Regions from separate parts of the Sus scrofa genome. Here region 2 is linked to region 1. A link is a contact called in public HiChIP or PLAC-seq data. All regions are on one chromosome and are shown on one strand. Each heading gives the region's core, a stretch centred on a gene start, on an enhancer-like site or on the middle of the called end of the contact. The rest is flanking DNA. Distances are from core to core; before and after follow the strand shown. Region 1 has its middle 150 kb from the start of ADGRG6. Region 2 holds the start of VTA1 (vacuolar protein sorting-associated protein VTA1 homolog).

What was found. HiChIP or PLAC-seq counts read pairs in DNA pulled down with a chosen protein or histone mark.
Region 2: a contact with region 1 is called in an H3K27ac HiChIP or PLAC-seq map of alveolar macrophages. The contact joins the promoter of VTA1 here to the enhancer-like site in region 1. A contact is called at or near these places in 2 of 5 promoter capture datasets (fetal liver and liver), 5 of 47 Hi-C or Micro-C datasets (embryonic fibroblasts, epiblast stem cells, mesenchymal stem cells and 1 more) and 2 of 2 datasets of contacts at active chromatin or transcription factors (alveolar macrophages and skeletal muscle).

Annotation. Positions count from the first base shown.
Region 1 is chr1:22,648,245-22,655,013 of Sscrofa11.1, reverse strand. No RefSeq gene overlaps it. Among named protein-coding and RNA genes, the nearest start is that of ADGRG6, 150 kb to the left of the region's middle. Within about 2 kb of position 3,878, at least 9 of the 83 cell types and tissues checked have an H3K27ac peak or open chromatin away from gene starts, as enhancers often do. A contact at or near this core is called in alveolar macrophages, where this site is marked.
Region 2 is chr1:22,920,276-22,927,044 of Sscrofa11.1, reverse strand. It overlaps VTA1 (vacuolar protein sorting-associated protein VTA1 homolog), which reads left to right and starts at 3,184. Exons shown (of 8, transcript XM_021087275.1): 1 at 3,184-3,378. The coding sequence starts at 3,267.

The sequences.
Region 1 (6,769 bases), core at 2,629-5,128:
TAACATAACTAACATTCTTGATTATTCAGGGTTCTCCAGAGAAACAAAACCAATAGGATATGTGTATATATAGAGTTGTATTTCAAGGGACTGGCTTGTGAGATTGTGGAGGCTTGGCAAGTCCTAAATCTGATAGAGCAGGCTGGCAGCCTGATGATTCAGGCAAGAGTTGCAGTTTGAGTATGAAGGCAGTCTGCTGAGAGAATTCCTTCTTGCTTTGGGGAAGTTCAGTCCTTGTTTTTTTAAGGCCTTCAACTGATTAGATGAGGCCCACCTGCATTATGGAGGACAATATGCTTTACTCAAAGTCCACCGATTTAAAGATTAATTTCCTCCGAAAAACACCTTCACAGAAGTATCCAGAATAATGTTTGACCAATTAGCTGGGCACTGTGCCCCAGCTAAGACACAATTAACCTTTGTATTAATAGAAAGACTATGTTCAGGATGCTGTTTACAGGAAGAAATGCTATTTATCCACTTCATATACCTCTTCCTATTCTTGGCCCTACACAGGGTCTGAACATTTCAGAAGGCAAACGCTTCAGCATTTCCTGGAGTTTTGAAGAATCATTATTAGCTCGTGTCTTTAGAAACTCTTTCTTAAAAAGCTAACATAATGGGAATGGAAGGAGGTGATGTGGTCCTGCCACTGACTTCCAACTTCTTTGAACCCTGTTTCTCCCTTATACTATGTTTCCTGTCATTTTAGCCACGGGGTACTATTCAAAATTCAGGAAAATCATGACATTTTAGCATCATGAATGGAGAACTATTCTACATGCCTCATTTTTTTTACTTCTGAATTTGTAAAGCCATATTCTCTGTAATTCATTTGACTAACTTTTCATTGAGTATTCCAGGTGGTATGTGCAGCAAACCATCATGCACACTGCAACCTGATTAATTTTCCTAAATTGAAGCTCTGCTGGCACCATCTGCCTGTAGGTATCCCTCATTACCTACTAAATTAGATCTAAGGTCCTTTCCCTGGACTCCCAGACTCTCCATAATATTCAGATCCATGACCCAACTGAGCTGTTTTCCAAATATGTCCTGCCCTTTGCCTACTTTTGACTCTGTGCACTGCACACTCTCTGCCTTGGAATGTTCTCTCATGCTCTTGCTGTTTTAAATGGTCTTCATTTTAAATGCCTCCTTGTATGTACTACCAAGAAAATGTCATTTCTCTCTTCATAAACACCCACAGCCTTCTTGTCTTTTCAATTTCTCCCTGTACAATAGTCATTTGTGAGCTTTTCTCACTCCCTCTGTTAATACTGTCAGGTTCTCTAAGGCAGGAACTGTGTTTTAACCATTCATTCATTCACTGCACATGTCAGAAGCATATAGCACTTCTTAGAGAGTATCAGCAGGAGATAGGGAGCCAATTGCATAGGTTTGGATTTTGGTTATGCCTAAGTTAACCATAAATATATTTTCCAAATGGGACACTTTGTATAAAACAAAGCTATCAAGAATGACACCAGAATAAGAGGCACAAGTCAGGACTGTCCCAATCACACCAAGACATGGCAAATTAATCTAGGCTTAGTTTCCTCAACTGTGAAAACAGTAATATTTTTATCATACAGTTACGTGAGCATTAATTGAATAAATATGTGTAAAGCCCTTAGGGCAGGTTCTGCTCCTATGAGTATAATGATGTTGATGGTAATGATTGACACAATTGTCTGCTGAGCCTCATCTTTTTCAACCAGATAAAAACATGGGTCTCAGGATTGAGGACCTAGATATCTCCAGGAGGCACAATCCAGCCTCCCACAGTGAGCAAGTCAGGAAGTGAAAAATCCAGTTGATGTCTAGGAACCATATTGCACTACAGGCTTTTAAAGGTTTCATTTTGCTTTTTCTGCAGCTGATTTGTGTGTGTGTGTGTGTGTGTGTGTGTGTGTGTGTGTATGACATTCATGCTTACTCAATCTCAGCTCAGGAACTAAGTGACATGTATCATTAAATATTAATCATCATATTCTAATTTGCCTGGACTCAGGTATTCTCTCTGCCTATGATTCTGCCACAGGAAATAGAGCAAGTGGTATTCTAGCCTAAGCATCTATGGTCCCCCATCACTACCCATTCTATTTTTGTTGCACACTTCAGCTCTCTGAGCAACAGCTATTCATCAAGAAAGAGAGGTGGTTCATAGCAGATGTTTCCAAGATTTGAAACTTGTCCCTGCTAATCACCTGTTGGATGATATTTATCAAGTTACCAATCTCTGACTTTCGGTATGACCAACTCTATGATAATACTACCTATTTCTCAGAGCTGTTATAACACTTAAAAAATACACATAAAACAACGATCATATAGTTATCAATCAATCAGTAATGACTTTGTCATTATAGTGTGATATCTTTCTGACTTGGTATAGATGGTTATCATAGTAAAGTTGCCTTTTCAGAAGTTTCACATCCAAGAGATTACTAATGTCATTTATTTCAGTTCCACCTACTCTTATAAAGCATCTACAATATGCTACATCCTGGGCACTATAAGAGATGCAATACTGAACAGAACCAACCCTTATTGACAATAAGCTCACAGCCTGGTGAGGAAAGCGAGTATATCAAACAGGTGATGACAATACATGGTGAGTAGGGTTATAAAATTTGAATGTAGTATTTGATATTAAGGAGTGATTAATTTTGTGACATGTGTCAGCATGATGATTAGATCAAAATCTTTGTTTATTAAAGATAAATGCAGTATCAGTTTCCTATTGCTGCTGTAACAAATTACCACAAATTTAGTGACTTGAAACAATGTATTTGTTCTCTTAAAAAATAAATTTGTTTTCTTAAAGTTCTGGAGGTCCAAAGTCTGAACCAAGTCTACCTAGGCTAAAATCAAGAATTTAGCATGGCTGGATCCTTCTGGAAGCTCCAGAGGAAAATCCATTCTTTGCCTCAACTTCAAGAGGATGCCCACATTTGGCTGTGACCGTATCACTCCTGTCTCCATTTTTGTTGTCACATTGCCTTCTCTGACTTTGGCTCTCCTTCCCCCACTTTTAAGGATCCTTGTAATTACATTGGGCTGACCTGCAGAGTTGAGGATAATCTCTCCCTCTGAAGATTTTTAATTTAATAACATCTGCAAAGTCCCGTATGCCATGTAAATTCTCATAGTCACAGGTACTACGACCCAGAGAAAGAAGGGATGGGGAGAATAGGAAAGCTGAAATGCTTATTAGATTTCATGGTTTCCAGAGGTGTAATCACCTTAGGGTTTCTCTAGAACAATCCATATTTCGTGGGACAAATTCGAGGCCCAGAAAAATCCCACATGGCAGCAACTTATCCTGACTTCTAATAAACAAATTGTGCTCACAAGGGTTTGTGTTAAAACACGGTGGGGGGAAGTCATACATGCTCAGGGAGATTTTGTTTCTAAAGGAACAGCATGATAGCAAATAAGACTTGGGATTTTTCTAGGGATGCAGCAATCTCACCATTAATTTTAAATTGTCTAAGAACGCGGATCACATCACCCTTCATTGTAGGTAAGGCTCTGAATGGCCACAGGGGGGCGCCCCTCACCATTGTTGGGTTCCTTCTCCCTCAGGTCCATCTGTTCATTTCCTGCCTTTTCCCAGGCTTGCTGAGATTTCTCAGATTAGGTGAGGGTACATGTTTTGTCATTTCGCAACGAAAATGAAGAGGTTTTCTTGTCTAAAGAGATCAAAATTTTGATTTTATTGTAAAAAATGGAAAGTGTCCCCACAATATTTTCTTTAAACACCGTGGAAGCAATGCAAAAGCATAAAAAGGAAAGTGTCCCTCAAGATTCCCTTCTCATGGATGCCGCTGTAATTATGCACATTGCCAGCAGGTGGCACTGCATCATTAACAGTTTACTGAACCGTTAGCACAAGGTGGGTTGTTCAATTTTCAGAGATCTGAACAAATGTTTACGAATTTCTTACTGTGTGCAAGGTTCTTCTTCAGACTCTGGGGTTGCACTGGTAAATAAACAGACACTAACTCGGCTCTGGTGGAGAACATTCCCAGTGTAGTAACATGTCCGAGCAAGAAGAGGGACTTGTCTTTTAAAATTTCATCTCCCCCTTTCTCAACTCCTTGAAAGTCATATCTAAGGGAAAATGTTACAGTGAAAAGAAAAAAAGACAACTATAATCTTTTCATACAAAAGGATACTTAAGGAAGGCAAAATCATTTGCCTAAACACACAACTGGCAATAGTTAGATGCAAGTCAGCTGACCCAACATTTTCTCTAACATTTCACTGCAGTGATTCTCTGAGTGACAAGTTCAGGGCTGAAGTGAACAAGTGACAAGTGACAAGTTCTAGTCTTGCCACAGTCGTGGATTCTTAACCAAACCACTCCATCTCTCTGGGCTTTAGTTTACTTTTCTGTTAAAAAAATGAAGGCATTGGATTAGGTAAGTCAGTTTAAACATTTTTACCAAAAGAATCTATTTTTTAAAAAATATTATCCAAGAGTTCAATACATAAAGGAAAGTGCTTGAGTTGAAAGAGATTTGTTCCTCTTGAGCTTCCATCATTCTCCCCTGGACTCTTCAGTCTCTCAGAGCAGAGTTCGAAAAATACCGCCCTTGAGAGATCTTGCAAAGACCTTCCATCTCGAATTATCCATCGCTCCCCAAATGCACTGAATCTGGTGTGGGAGAGTAATCATCTCAAAGAGTGCTTGCTGCTGGGTAAAACCAGAGCAAACTAAACCCTAGATCCTGAAGGTGATGACAGGTGCAATCAGTGACGAAGAACAAAGAAAAAGTGACACTTACAGCATTTTAAATATTTGCAACTCAATTTCTTCTGAATGACGACACTATCTTCATGCTGGACCGTCCTCTCTCACACACTCAGCCAGGTTTCAGTGGAGAATGTCCCCTGGCACCCGCTCTCGGAGGTGAGGAGTTTGCCCATGGAGCACACTGGCTGCCCTGCATTTAGGCATCAAACACACAGGCTTTTGGCTGTGACAAGTGCCCAGAGCCAAAGGTGGTGTGGCTTACTGCTGAATCACAGGGCATGGAGCCAAAGGTTCTGGAAACCACGCAAACACACATCACAGGCAGTGATGGGAAGGGCAATTTAAGGTCAAAGGACTAGGGGAGGCTGACCACCGCAGACCTGAGAACTAGTCTCCCTGCGTTTACCTCCCAGCCTCATCACTCCAGACAAGTTACTCTGGTTCCTAAATGGTAATTTTGGATAATAACAGTAACTATTTCCTAGGAAGGATAGGTAACAACGGTATGTAAATACCAGGTAAAAGTTGCAGTGGTCTCTCCCAGGAGTCCTGCCAACACCCCCGGGGGGGGGGGTTCCTCACTCTTGTCACCTCGTACTCCTCCACACAGCAGCCTGAGTGACCTTTAAGTTGTCTGTTAGGTCATATCACGCCAATCTTAAAGCCCTTCAGTGACTCTCCCTTGCACTTGAGAGAACCACTCAATTCCTCACGCTGACCTGAAATGCCTGCATGGCCTTGCTCGTCCACCCTCCAACCTGAATCTGCCGTTTGCTGACCACACTCCAACCACACTGGCCTCCTGACGGTTCCTGGAACAGCCCGGGCCTTTGCCATGCTTGGGAATGCTCATGCTTGCTGCTTCTTTTCCCAGAACACACTGGCACTTCCTAACGTCTCAGCTAAAATCTTTCTCCTCAGAGAGGTCTTCTCTGACCACTCTGTCTAAAGTGTCCAGAATAGAGTGTGCTTTATTCCATCGCACAGGGATTGGAAAATTTTGACCCTGGGACCAAACCAGCCCACTATCCACTTTTTTTTTTTTTTTAAAGTACTGCACCTGCGGCATATGGAAGTTCTCAGGCTAGGGGTCGAAGCGGAGCTGCAGTTGCTGGCCTACACCACAGCCATAGCAACATGGGATTTGAGCTGCGTCTGTGACCTACAGCACAGCTCATGGCAACGCTGGATCCTTAACCCACAGAGCAAGGCCAGGGCTCAAACCCATGTCCTCATGGATAATAGTCAGGTTCATCATTGCTGAGCCATGTTGGGAACACCCACTTTTTTTTAATATAAAGTTTTATTGGAACATAGCTAGACATTCATTTATTTACCATCTCTGGCTACTTTGGTGCTCTAATGGCCAAGTCGAATAGTTGCAAAGTCTAAAACTACTAAACTATCTTACATTTACAAATAAAGGTTAATGACCCCTGGTTTAATGTATTGTATTTATTCCTTTCATTACACCAATCACATCAGTAATGTTTCACCCATTTCTTTTTCTTTTTAGGGCCACGCTAGTTTCCAGGCTGGGAGTTGGAGCTACAGCTGCTGGCCTATGTCACAGCCACAGTGATGCAGAATCAAAGCCGTGTCTGTGACCTACGCCATGGCTCACGGCAGCACCAGATCCTCAATTCACTGAGTGAGGCCAGGGATCAAACCTGTGTCCTCATGGATACTAGTTGGGTTCATTAGCACTGAGCCACAACAGGAACTCCTCACCTATTTCTTTATCTGTTCATTGTCACCTCTTTTTCTCATGAGGCTGAAGACCTTTTCTGTCTTATATTCTCAGGTATATCTCCAGAACGGTGCTTAAAACAATATATACATCTGTTGCTATTGTGAATTACACTGTTTGAAGAAAACAATACTTATTGGAGAAAAATAATAGAAGCCACAGTCTCTATCACTTACTGGGTCCAAAATGCCCTCAAAAAGGACCAAGACAGTGGAATGCATGCTCGAGAGGAGAAAAAGAAGGAGGGGTTGAGT
Region 2 (6,769 bases), core at 1,935-4,434, 270 kb before region 1:
TGAGTTTTGCTGGAGTCCAGGGAATGGTGCAAAACATTTAACCTTTTCCATCAAAACACCAGTTATTTCTGGTCTCTCTCCCTTTTCTTCTCCCTATGTTTCCTCCCACCCCCTGTGTCTGCCCTCCCCTAACCTAACTTGCCAAGATTCTAGCCACAGCCTAGAGGGTGATGTCACATCTTTCACCAACTGATCAGAGTTAGAGGGAAGAGAATCTAGGTCTTTCTTCATAGTAAAGTATGCCAGTAAATTCATAATTGTAAGACACTAACCAGAAAAACTTAGCTTAGTCTCTTAGTACATACTTTGTTTCATAGCATAATTTCCATGTATTGCTATGTTAACAATGTTTCTGTTACTTTTCTCCCTCATCTTATCCGGTAAAGGGGTACAGTACTTAGAAAAAGGAAAGAATGTGTTGGCAGGTGGAGTAAAAACTAATTCTAACCATTTCTTTTTTCTTTTCTTTTCTTTTTCTTTTTTTCGTCCCTCCTCTCCTAGAAGTTACGCTCAAGATTCATGCTCATTTGAGAAAGGTACTTTGAGCAACCTCCAGTCCTGGAGGGAGAGATCAGGAGAATAATAGGAAGGTACAGCTTTCACTAGGAAGAGGAACATTTGATTTTCAGACAAAAGATGATGAAATTGAGAAAATATAAAATACAAAGATATATTGGTCTAGAGTGGCATTAAAGTCAAGTAGCAGCCGTAGGTTCACAGGCTCTGAAACCAAAGTACCTAGATTTTAAGGTCAAACTCATACTTACTGGCTGTGACCTGGTATAGTTTACATAAATTCTATTTTATTTTTCTCATCTGTAAAATAATGAAAATGATAATATCTTCTTCACAGGGTTATGGTCAAGATTAAATGAGCTGATGTAAAGTCGCTAGAAACATGCCTGATACATAGTAGATGTTGGGGAAAGTGTTACCTAATTACTCTTACTTTGTTGTGGCAGGGGGTAGGTTAAACAATTCATATTGGCTGAACTTAATTTCAACAGCAGGAAGTGCATTTTCTGACCAAGGCAATCAGGCTGGAGGATCTGACTGGAAGAGAGTAGGGAAGAAACATTAGCCCTGTACTGGTGATTCACTAGAGCATTGGCCCTCAACCTTGGATGTGCCATTAATATTTCCTGAACACTTAAAAAAAAAATACTGATATTTAGGATCCAACCCAGAGCAATTAAATCTGAATGCCCCGGGGGCAGGGGTGGGGAATAGGACCTAGACAGGAGGTTTTTTTGTTTGTTTGTTTTGTCTTTTTGTTTTTTTTAGGGCGCACCCGTGGCATTTAGAGGTTCCCAGGCTAGGGGCCTAATTGGAACTGTAGCCACCAGCCTACACCACAGCTCACAGCAACGCGGGATCCTTAAACCACTGAGCAAGGCCAGGGATCAAACCGGCAACCTCATGGTTCCTAGTCAGATTGGTTAACCACTGAGCTACAACGGGAACTCCCTAGATAGGAGCTTTTAAAAAATTTCTGGGGTGAACTTTAAGGACAACCATAGTTGAGAATCAAGAATAGGAAAATAATAAATGAGAAGTCATAAGGACAGAGAAATGACATTTATGGTTATGCCATTCTGCTTTGCTTCATTAATTTCTCTACCAACTCAGCAACTTCCGACTGGATAGTAGGAATAGAGAAGGAGAAAGAAATACTATTTTTGTCTGTTCGGTCTGCTACAACAAAATACCACGGACTGGGCAGCTTATGAACTATAGAAACCTGTTCCTCACAGCTCTGAAAGCTGGAAGGTGAAGATTTGGGTGCCAGCACAGTCAGGTTCTGGTGGGACCCTCCTCCACGCTGCAGACTGCTGATTTCTCCCTGTATCTGCAAATGGTGGAGGGACAGTCTAGCTTGTGGGGTCCCTTTTATATGGGCATTCATCTCATTCATGAAGGCTCTGTGTGCACGACCTAACCATATGCCAAGGGCCCCACCTTTGGCATTCAGTTTCAACACACAAATTTTGGGGAGACACAAATATTCAGTCCACAGTACACACGTTCTCAAGTGGTAATGAATGTGTTGCTGAAATTGGGGAGAATACAGAATTCAGTTCATTGCAAAAAAAAGAAAAAAGGCAGCCTCCTGATAAGATGATGTAGTCTGCAAACATGGATAGACAAAAGATGTGGACTGGAGGTTATACAGGACAAGGAGCAGGTTCTGCTGAGGTCACGGGTGGGATAGGATGGGTGGAGTGTGGATTAGAGAATAGGCAGATGGAAATTTCAGAGCTTGAGATCTTGTTTCTTTGAGATGGTGCAATTTCCATGAAAATTAGTTTTAAGATGAACTCTCAAAACTGGGGACTGAGATAAAATAAATAAAGATGAAGGGTATTGGAGGAGGTAAATAAAGAGTAAAGTCCTGAAAAATTATAGGATGGAGAGGAGAGAAAAATAATTGATGTCACTGATGGTAACAGTGATGGGAAAAGTTGATGCCTACCTACAAAGTACGAGTCGGCAGCATTGAACAAGAATTATTATTTGAACGCCTTATCTGTGCAATCACAAGATAATAACTGTCAAAAGACTTTGCAAATAGTTCATCACTCTCCAGAAACTACCGACCTACAAATTATTCATTCACTAGTGTTTGTGGTAACCAGCTCAGAAAAAAAAAGTTCAATTTTTTTTTAAGCTTAACGTGTTTAGTATTTAAGTTAAAAAAGCGGCTGGTTATTTTATCCAATGTGTCAACACAAAAAAGTGTAATTCAACATTTTAAACACATCATCTCTCATCTTACGCAAGAATTGCATTTAAAGTTTCTAAAATTGGAAAGGCTTCTAGGGACTCTATTAGTACAACCTGAGGAACTGGAAGAGAAAATTCCTGAATGATGCCAAAGGCAATTCACGCCTTTACCCTTTCTGCCAATTAACAATCATTATTTTCTTTTTGTTTTTCCCTTTCTATCTTCTGACACAAAAGGGGGGTCGAGGGTGGAAACAAAGAAAATAAAACAATCTCTTTTCCCTTCTGCCAGCAGCCAGCAGAGAGCGCTGGTGCCATAAGCAGCTTAACCGCGAAGCTGCTCAGCCTCCTCGGGGCACTAAACTGCTACGAGCCAGACAAGCGGAGGCTGTCCCTGTTGGGAACCCGTAATTGACCTGCTGTTGCTGAGCAACAGGGAAATGGGCGGGACTTGCTGTGCCCGTGCTTGCGCGCGCCCTCCGAAGACGGAAGCGGAAGTGTCGGCGGCGCGCGAGTAGGAAGTGGTGGTTCTTGGGGTGGAGATGGCCGCGCTTGCTCCGCTGCCCCCGCTGCCTCCGCAGTTTAAGAGCATTCAGCATCATCTGAGGACGGCTCAGGAGCATGACAAGCGGGACCCTGTGGTGGCATATTACTGTGAGTCTGTCCGTGTCGCCGCGGCCCTCATTACCCTCCCGGGCCCACAAAACTGCCTCTTGGTTCTTAAGTCAAGGCCCCGCCCCCCTGGCTTTAGACCTAGCTTTGACCTCTGACCCTCTGACCTTCTGTGGGAATCCCTAGGGCCCCGCCCTCCTCAGGGATCCCCACATTCTCTCTGGAACCCCGCAAGCCCCAGAAAGGCAAAACTTCAAAAGCACGGCGGTGGCCACCAGCTCTCCAGTCTTGTGCTTAAATATTTTTAAACTGATCACATAGGCTCATGAGCTCTTAAGGTTTTCTTTCTGTATGGACGTCCGAGAGCCTCCAGCCCCCACCAGGGTTTCCTGAAAATACCCTGAATATCCTGGAATTAATCTGAGTAGTTAAGTAATTGAGTTGGGGTTAAAACATAGGTAAGTGTCCTAAAGACAGTAGTGATGTGGACAAAAGGGAGATGAATTGATTGAGAACATAGTAATAAGTGCAGATTAATTGTGACAACATGCAAGTCCATTCACAAATTCATAATGAAGAGTAGCTGCTACAAAACAAGCACTTGGGTTAGACCATTCCTCCTTTTGCATCCAGACTACTCTTTCCCACTAATGAGGATCTTTGGTTTTAACTTCTTTGAATAATACCTGGGGCTGAGACGTTTGGTAGCAGTATTCTCACTTTGGTTGACTGTAATACACATAATCTACAGTTGATGAAACACACAGATTAAGTTTGTTCATACTTTTTCCTTTGCAGTGAAGATAGTAGGTCCAGTAAACTTTATTTTATATTACATAGTCTAACTTAATTGCATATAAAACAAGTGACCAAACAACTATAAAGTTTCTGAAAAGGACTTTTAGCTTTGAGAAGCTCAATATAATGTGTCCTCTGTTGTGGACATTATAAGATTAGCTAAAATACTGTCCACTGTTATCGTTGCCATACGCCAGGTGTCTCCCGCTTTGATTTCTCAAATATGCAAGGCCCTTTCAAACCTCTGCTCTCTTCCCTTTCTTGGGTTGTCTGCCTTTTTTCTCCACTTGGAGAACTCTTCATGATTCAGGTTCTTATGTATGTATGTATGTATGTATCTTTTGTCCTTTTTAGGGCCGTACCCACAGCATATGGAGGTTCCCAGGCCAGGGGTCTAATCGGAGCTGCAGCTGCGGGCCTACGCCACAGCCATGACAGCGCCAGATCTGAGCTACGTCTGAGACCTACACCACAGCTCATCGCAATGCCGGATCCTTAACCCACTGAATCACTGAGTGAGCCCAGGGATCGAACCCTCAACCTCATTGTTCTTAGTCTGATTCGTTTCCACTGCGCCAGGACGGGAACTCCAAGGTTCTAATTTAAATGTCACCTTTTCTGTAGACCGTAAGTTAATTACTCTTAAGGCTATACCTTATTTTGTTCAAATCTTAACAGCATTTTCCATTAGACTTGTTTTTCAGGTACCTCAAGCAGGGACCATTAGTCATTCATTCAGTTTGTATTTATTGAATTCTACCTATGCACTGTGGCTGTACAGTTCCTGTATTCATGGAACTTATCTACTATGAAGTGGGGAGATTAAGTAATAATATGAGTATATTATATAGAATATTAAAAAATTATAAGAAAAATAAAGCAGGGGAAAAAATAGGGAGTACCAAGAGTAGGGCGGTAGGAAGTGAGGAGGGGATTTCACTTTAAAAGTGGTCAGGAGGAGTTCCCATCAAGGCTCAGCAGTAAAAATAAAAATGGTCAGGAACTGGGTAAGTGAATACTCTAATGATGGGTGACAGATTCTTTTCTAGTCTTAAAACAAATTTTGAGGCAGACCTAATTAAAATGTCAGCCAAGAAAAATTATTAAAAATATTAATTGATGATAAGTGATGATGGGTTTAGCTTATAAGCAGAAGGAATTTAAAGACTTCAGTGAATTTGCTGTGACAGCGCTTCCATTCTCATCTGCTTCTTTATGAGAATGAATTTTCTCTTTTGTTAAATTCATAAAAAATGAAAGTAGGGATAGAACCAGTATTCTACACTGGTTCATTCTGAGGATAAATCATATTAATTCATAAAAAGGCAATTTAACCCATAATGTATTTCCAAGGAAATTTTTATTTTTGTATTTAATGACTAAAAAATACATATTCATGTTGTTTTGATCAATTATACATTACAATAATTGCAAAAATTCATTTCCTGAAGGAAAATTTTGACACATATTCACATACTTTCTCTCACGGGAGCTGTATTCATGGAGCTTACCTACTATGAAGGAAATTTACAAAAATTTCAATTTCAATTTCTATACACTTTTTTTGCAGAGCAGCATGATAGGATAATCAAGGCAGTACTTTTTTTTTTTGTCCATGCCTTCAGCATGAAGTTCCTGGGCCAGGAATGGAACCCACGCCCCAGTAGCAACCAGAGTCATATCAATGACATTGCCTATGACAATGCCTGATCCTTAACCCACTGAGCCACCAGGGAACCTCCAAATATATTTTTTTATAATAAAATTCTGCAGGATAAGTAAATAGGAGTATAGGTTAAAAGAAAATACAAGTGTATTTTTTCTCACTTAAATAAAGAGCTTTTTGTATCTTAAATTATAATAGCAAATATTGAAACTGATATAATTTTTAGATGTCAATATTGGATTAGTACAGAAATTATTTTTTATCTCTTTAGACTTCCGATGAAAAGTGGCAGGTATGACCTAAAAATGTGTGGAAGGATACATTTTTATAAACTTAAAGCAAACAAAAATTTTCTAAATTCCTCGAGCAAGGAAGAATTTTTGTGAGAAAAAAATCCAAAAAAAAATATTCAAGAGTATTTTGCTAAAGTAACTTGCTGATTTATAAAAGTTCCCTATTCTCTTTTATTTCTGATGCTTTATGTATGTTGCTTTCTGCCTGGAATCATCTCTGACTTCCTCTTCATCTTCACCTCCCTTACTCTTACTGACTCAGTACTTTTTGCATATTGGTTTTCCTTACCTTATAGGTTTGGTCTAGAAATTATTTCAAGTATGTCCCTTATCTTGATTGCATTGTATTATAAACACTTTTTACCTTTCAGTCTTCTAGATTCTTCTGGTAGACAGGGATTGACACCTTGTTTTCTTTTACCACCTGGCACATAATTTACATTTATAGCTATTCAATGCATGCCATCATTGTAAATATTATTAATATTCCATTCTTGCTAGAACGTAAGCTCTATGAGAGCAAGAAGTGTGTCTTAAATTGATGATTGTTGTATCTGTTAAGTCCTAAGACAGTACCTAAGCCATAGTGGATAATTGTAAATTAGGCAATTTACATGTAATATCTGTTGATTGACTAAATGGCGATTCATAGTTTTTTCACATGCTTTTAGGACAG